Regions from separate parts of the Mus musculus genome. Here region 1 is linked to region 2. A link is a contact called in public Hi-C data. All regions are on one chromosome and are shown on one strand. Each heading gives the region's core, a stretch centred on a gene start, on an enhancer-like site or on the middle of the called end of the contact. The rest is flanking DNA. Distances are from core to core; before and after follow the strand shown. Region 1 overlaps Camk1d (calcium/calmodulin-dependent protein kinase ID). Region 2 has its middle 20 kb from the start of Gm23118.

The links. A called contact is a pair of places that touch in the nucleus more often than the background predicts.
Region 1: a contact with region 2 is called in a Hi-C map of the N1E-115 cell line, with 5 times the contacts expected there. The contact joins two enhancer-like sites. A contact is called at or near these places in 5 of 484 Hi-C or Micro-C datasets (the 3T3-L1 cell line, the AML12 cell line, the N1E-115 cell line and 2 more) and 1 of 115 datasets of contacts at active chromatin or transcription factors (embryonic stem cells).

The regions. Positions count from the first base shown.
Region 1 is chr2:5,376,607-5,379,761 of GRCm38.p6, reverse strand. The region is part of intron 3 of Camk1d (calcium/calmodulin-dependent protein kinase ID); the gene reads left to right. Among named protein-coding and RNA genes, the nearest start is that of Gm36906, 63 kb to the right of the region's middle. Within about 2 kb of position 1,586, at least 10 of the 459 cell types and tissues checked have an H3K27ac peak or open chromatin away from gene starts, as enhancers often do. A contact at or near this core is called in the N1E-115 cell line, where this site is marked.
Region 2 is chr2:5,238,432-5,241,429 of GRCm38.p6, reverse strand. No RefSeq gene overlaps it. Among named protein-coding and RNA genes, the nearest start is that of Gm23118, 20 kb to the left of the region's middle. Within about 2 kb of position 1,624, at least 13 of the 459 cell types and tissues checked have an H3K27ac peak or open chromatin away from gene starts, as enhancers often do. A contact at or near this core is called in the N1E-115 cell line, where this site is marked.

The sequences.
Region 1 (3,155 bases), core at 337-2,836, 140 kb before region 2:
AGACTTGGCTATGGTGTCAAGTCTCAGGAAGGACATGACCCTGACAGTTGTCCCTGAGCATCAGTCTGTTATCTACAGTGGTAACTTGTGGGCTAAGGAGATGGTTCAGTTCATCCCCAGAACCCATATTAAAACACAGAAACATACCTGGCGCCTCCCAATTGTCATCCCAGGACTAGGGGGAGAAAGACAGGAACATCCCTAGGGCTTGCTGGCCTGCCAGCTTAGCCTCCTTGATGCTTTCCAAGCCAGTGAGAGATCCTGCTTCAAAACCCCATGATGGATAGCATCAGAGGGATGACAGACAGCACTACCTCTGACCTCCTCAAATATGCTCACACATGTACATGTGCGCGCACACACAAATACACACAAAATAATTCCCCTGGTGAGGACCAGGGGAATCCGACTGTTTAATTAAAACAAAGCTTCGCGAAGGCCCGCGGCGGGTGTTGACGCGATGTGATTTCTGCCCAGTGCTCTGAATGTCAAAGTGAAGAAATTCAATGAAGCGCGTGTAAACGGCGGGAGAAACTGACTCCCTTAAGGTAGCCAAATGCCTCGTCATCTAATTAGTGACGCGCATGAATGGATGAACGAGATTCCCACTGTCCCTACCTACTATCCAACGAAACCACAGCCAAGGGAACGGGCTTGGCGGAATCAGGGGGGAAAGAAGACCCTGTTGAGCTTGACTCTAGTCTGGCACGGTGAAGAGACATTCGCATAGCCCTCTGCACATCTGTCTGTGTACTTGTGGATGAGTTATAAAACTCAATGCAATAACTAGTAAGTAAATCATTATTACACTGTACTTAACTAGTCCAAGAGTAACAAGGGGGCAAGTTTCTGTCCCTTCAGTACAGACGTGGCGTGTGTGTTCTCTGAACAGTTTTGATTGAAGTTGAATAGAATTCAAGGAAACCCTTCACAGATGGCTGACCACAAAGGTTTGCTTTGTGGCAGTCTCCGGTTAAGAGAGGAAGACAAGACCAAAAGCTAGGAGATGGATCTGCGAGGGCAGATAGGCTGAGGACTGAAGCCAGGTTAGTTCAGAACAGGAGATGCTGAAAGACTCGGCAGGGAACAAGGAGGCAGACCAGCATGGTTCTGCAACAAACACCAGGAGTCCAGAAACTGGAGCATAGGACCTCTTCCGAGACACTGATTTATTTTTACACAAGACAGCGTACTCCACAGCACTGGGCACTGACTTGGGTCTAGTGAAACAGAATCAATAATTTATGACTCTCTAGTCGATATGCCTGCATTCACTTAATGGACCACTGGGAGTTAGTAATAGTGAGATACCAGGGATTTCTAATAAAATTTGATTTTTTTTTTTTTCAGAGCAAGGCAGTTTCAGACAGTCAAGTAGCTCCTGGACTTGTTAGAGACAGCAGCTCTTCCAGAGCCTCCTTTGCATGTGACAGAGAGGATAGGCTGCTGTGTTTTCGAATGCTCTTGTATCAATGACTTTAAGTACTGGGCTCGCTGAAATCTCATTATCCTCCAGCCTGCAGGCTGTCTGGTAGAGGGTGCAATTGTATTAAGTGTAGGAAATGAATGCACTCTAAATTCAAGTGTGGGTACAGACTGCTGGCATCTCTTGGCCTTTTGGATTGCCGGAGCTCTCTCATGGCCTTGTGTTCCTTTCTTCACACTTAGCAGAAAATGTATGTCCTTAGAACATTGACAGACAGCAGGTTGACTGTACATTTCAGTTCAAAGAGTCCACCTTCTCTGGAGTCTCTAGAGCCGAGGTGACCCTTAACAGGTTTCTCCCACGTGAAGCAAGGAAGGAGGTGGAGTGTGCACATCCCCTCATGAACGTACCTGTAAATCTCTCTCTCTCTCTCTCTGTGTGTGTGTGTGTGTGTGTGTGTGTTCACACGTGTGCATATGCCTGTGGAGGCCAGAGGTTAAGCCTACCTTTCATTTCTCAGGATCCATCTACATTATGTTGAGACAGAGTCTCTCTTGAGACCAGGACTCACTGACTAGATGAGGCCAGCTGACCAGCAAGCCCCTGGGACTTCCCTGTTTCCACCCCTCCTGGATCTGAGATTCCAAGCACGCATGACAACACCCGGCTTTATGCATGAATGCTAGTGATTGCAGTCAGGTCCTTGGGTGCTTGTGTGGTAGCACTTTACCAAGGAAGGCATTATCTCAGTCTAGGTAAATAGCTCTTGCTGTTCTTATAATAGAACTTGGCAGCCCCTTCAAACGCTGAGACAGGAGGCTGACTTCTAGGCTCAGGGGTCAGGAAAGCCTTCTTCTAAGCCATCTTATTCTCTACCTTCCTACAACACATTTAGGTTTGACAATAATCCATGAAACACCAAGTCTTCTCTCTCTCTCTCTCTCTCTCTCTCTCTCTCTCTCTCTCTCTCTCTCTCTCTCTCTCGTTTGTGGCATTTCTACTCAAGGAATTTTTTGGTTTTCTTATTTCTGATTATGAAGGCTGTTTAGCATTTACAAGCTGAGGATGAGTGTCTAATAAGCTTCTGCCTTAGGCCAGTTTCCATAGAAACAGCCTCTAAACCAGAGATTTGAGTACAGGTGAGTTTCAGAACCTGCAGACCCAGCAAGTAGGGAAGGAAGCAAGACCGGAAGGAGGTGGGATCGGGTAGGCTATACAGCTGTCCTAGCAAAGCCTCCACCTTCTCTGGAGTCTCTAGAGCTGAGGTGACCCTTAACAGGTTTCTCCCACATGAAGCAAGGAAGGAGGTGGAGTGTGCACATCCCCTCATGCTGTTAGGTGCAGGCTGTCCCCAGGAAGGGAAGTGTGGCTGTGGGCAAGGGAGCTTTTTTGCTATAAGGAGTACCTTCAAAAGGTCACAACTAAGAGGAGTCAGCCACCAACACTCCCAATACCTGGGGTGTCACTTTGGGATGATCAGTGTCGTGCTCACCAGCATCCCTGCCCTGCCCACCTCCCTCCATGTTCAACTCACAACCCAACTTAGGCTCACTGCCAATTTTTCCCCTCTCCCAAACTCTAGCTTTAGTGGTTGTTTTTCTTCTGTGTGTATGAATTTGTATGTGTGTATGCATGTGTGCATTTGTGTGTGTGTGCACATTTGTGTGTGTGTGCACATTTGTGTGTGTGTGCACATTTGTGTGTGTATGTGTGTGCATTTGTATGTGTT
Region 2 (2,998 bases), core at 375-2,874:
GCAGGTACCCTGTGTTCAGCCGATGAAGAAGAGGAGGGAAGGAAAGAAAATTCCAGAGAGAAGTTGAAATATTGAATTTTTGTTCTCTTGACATTAAGAGTCTATTCTGAAGAGAGCTGATTTGTGTGTGAAACTTAGCCAGCGGAGGGGACAACAGGAAGGTAAGGGGAGCCCTAGCACAGTGTTCCTCTTGGTATGACAAGTCAGAGTTTGTGGGAGGAGAGAGATGATGCATTTGAGGAGATACAAGCAGGTCATGTCCAATGCTTATGACTCTTGGGGAGATGAAAAACCGTCTTTCCTGCACTCAATGGTTTGATAAAGTGCTAGAAACATCTGGATGCATTTATCACGTTTCAGAAGAAAAAGCCAACAAAAGGTGGGCTAGACAACTCCAGTGTAAGGAAAACTGACTTGGCAAATCCCCCAGCCCAAAGCCTTGAGCATTTGAGTCACAAAATGAATGTCCAACTCACTGGTACCAACCTGGTGTCTGACACCAAAATTATTTAAATTAGTTGAATTCAGATAGTTCTCAGAGGTCCAGAATGGCACTTTGTGAAAGACACCTGAGTTCTCTTGTGCGTTCTCACTTTAACCAGCCACTCCCACCTCAGAAATAAAGGACAGGCGATCCAGCCCCTGAGAGTTCCAGGAGAAAAGAGGGAAACTGATCGGTGGTATGTGTGGTTGGAAAACGTACAGCTGCAGCCAACACAGGGTTTTCAAGCAGAAGTGGGCTCTATGCGACAGGAGTTATGGTGTTGGTAGGATTTTCCCACGACTGTGTACTCTTCCTGAGATGAAATTTGGTCCTGGCTTCTCAGTTTCCCCTAACTCATGACATGCTCCATGCCACAAGGAGGCCATTGGTCATGATCAGACATGTCATGAATAGGAGGGGGTGCTTCTGGGTTCCCTGTCTCCTACTGATGATCGAGATAGTAGAGGACAAGAAAATTCTTGTTTGCCTTGAAAGTGTTTGCCTTGAAAGCATGAGGATACCAGTTGATCTCTAGAACTCTCGGTGGTGGTGGTGGTGGTGGTGGTGGTGGTGGTGGCGATTCAGGCATACTCCTGCTTACTGGGAATTCAAGAGCCAGTGAAGGGGGATGGGCAGATCCCCAGGACTCACTAGCTCTCCTGCTAGTGTACTTGCCAAGTCCCACGCCATCAAGAAACACAGTAAGGAGAGGGAGGAGAGAGAGAGAGAGAGAGAGAAAGAGAGAGAGAGAGAGAGAGAGGAGAGAGAGAGAGAGGAAGAGAAGAGAGGAGGAGAAGAGAGGATAGGATAGGATAGGATAGGATAGGAGAGGAGAGGAGACGAGACGAGACGAGACGAGACGAGACGAGACGAGAAGAACAGAGAAGAACAAAGATGAAGAGCACCTGAGGTTGTTTTCTGACCGCCACACAATGGCCTCTCATGTGTACACACCAAAGCAAAGTCTCTAATGGTAGCAGGATGGATGTCCTTTCCAATTACTAAGGTTCTTGGAGAATACAAAAGAAAAGAAAGAAAAAAGCATTTCTCTCTAACTGATGTGCTGCGTTCCTCTCTGAAGTCCCCTGTGATATACAGTTCTTGGCAAACAGGCAGAAGGAGTGGATCTGAAAGATTTATGCCTCAGGGACACTGAGTGAGTTGTTACCTGAATGGGAGCAGGGGAAGAACCAGGTGGGTTCCTCCCACCAACTGTTACAAAAACTTTCCACATAGCCTAGGGCTGGTTAACCCAGAGATTTGCAACAGCTTGCCTCTTCCAAGCTAAACACTGGGGTCTGAGTTATTAACTCCAACTAATGCAACTGCCTCGAGGAATCCAGGGCAAAATGAAACTTACAAAGGAAAACACTTAAATGTGGCGTGCAAAAGACCGTGGGATTTAGGAAAAACTCCTATTTGGAAGAGATTGATGCATGTGAGAAAGTTTTTTACAAAATCAGCCCCCTTGATATGTCTTAAGGGGCCATGTTGAAGGTAATATAGATATGAAAATGTTTGCTTGGCTGATTGGTTTTAAATTTACAAGTGACATTAAACAGCCTCACAGAAAGAAACAAAGAAGGGACATCTGGAGTCTTGGTTTCATGCTGCTCACTGATACAGAGAAGAGATGACAAGAACATAAATTCCAGACTCTGTTGTGGTATGTCACAAGGACAGTCCTTTGTTCATAAAGCATTCTTTCTACTGCTGGAAATTTCTTCATGAAATTCAGGAAACCAGCAGAGAAGATGTTGCTATAGACCACTGTTTATGTTCCACATGATACCACAGATCGACAACCTCATCCATTCTGTAGAGAGCCAATGATAAGATAGGTTGAGGACTGAAGAATTGATTCAGCCATTAAGAACACTAGCTTCTCTTGCAGAAGACCTGGGTTTGATTCCCAGCACCCACATTGCAGCTCATGACTATCTCTAACTCCAGTTCCAGGGGATCTGGCATCCTCTTCTGGCCTCCATAGGTACCAAGCATGAATGTGGTGCAGGCAAAAACATATACACATAATAATGAATTTGAAAAAGAGAAGGGAGGGAGGAAGGGAGGAAGGAAGAGGGATGGTAAGGAAACCAGGAAGTATTTTTCAAATCAATACGCGTGAATTTGGCACTAGCTTCCAAATCAACCAGTGCTTTGATCTAAGACATCTATGTTCCAGAACTATGAGAAAGAAATGCTGTTTGTGGCACCTTGGTAGTGCTTTGTGTGAGATAGCCAGCCCCCTAAGCTGACTAAGACAGGATTAAAGAATGAGAGAGAATATGAACTGAATTTTCTCAGTAGAATCTTGAGAGTTACTTATTACCCTGAATATCACTGTGTTTTCAACTGAGTCTCGTCAATTTCCCTTTGGATGTTAGACCGCATCTAGAAAACAGTGAGAGACTTGGTGTTCCTATGGCTTTGGGGCATCTTCAGGGGTGGCAGTTGTCCTTCATAAAAGTGACCAAGCTAGTTATGGTGTTACAGACATAGTAGAGATGTGAT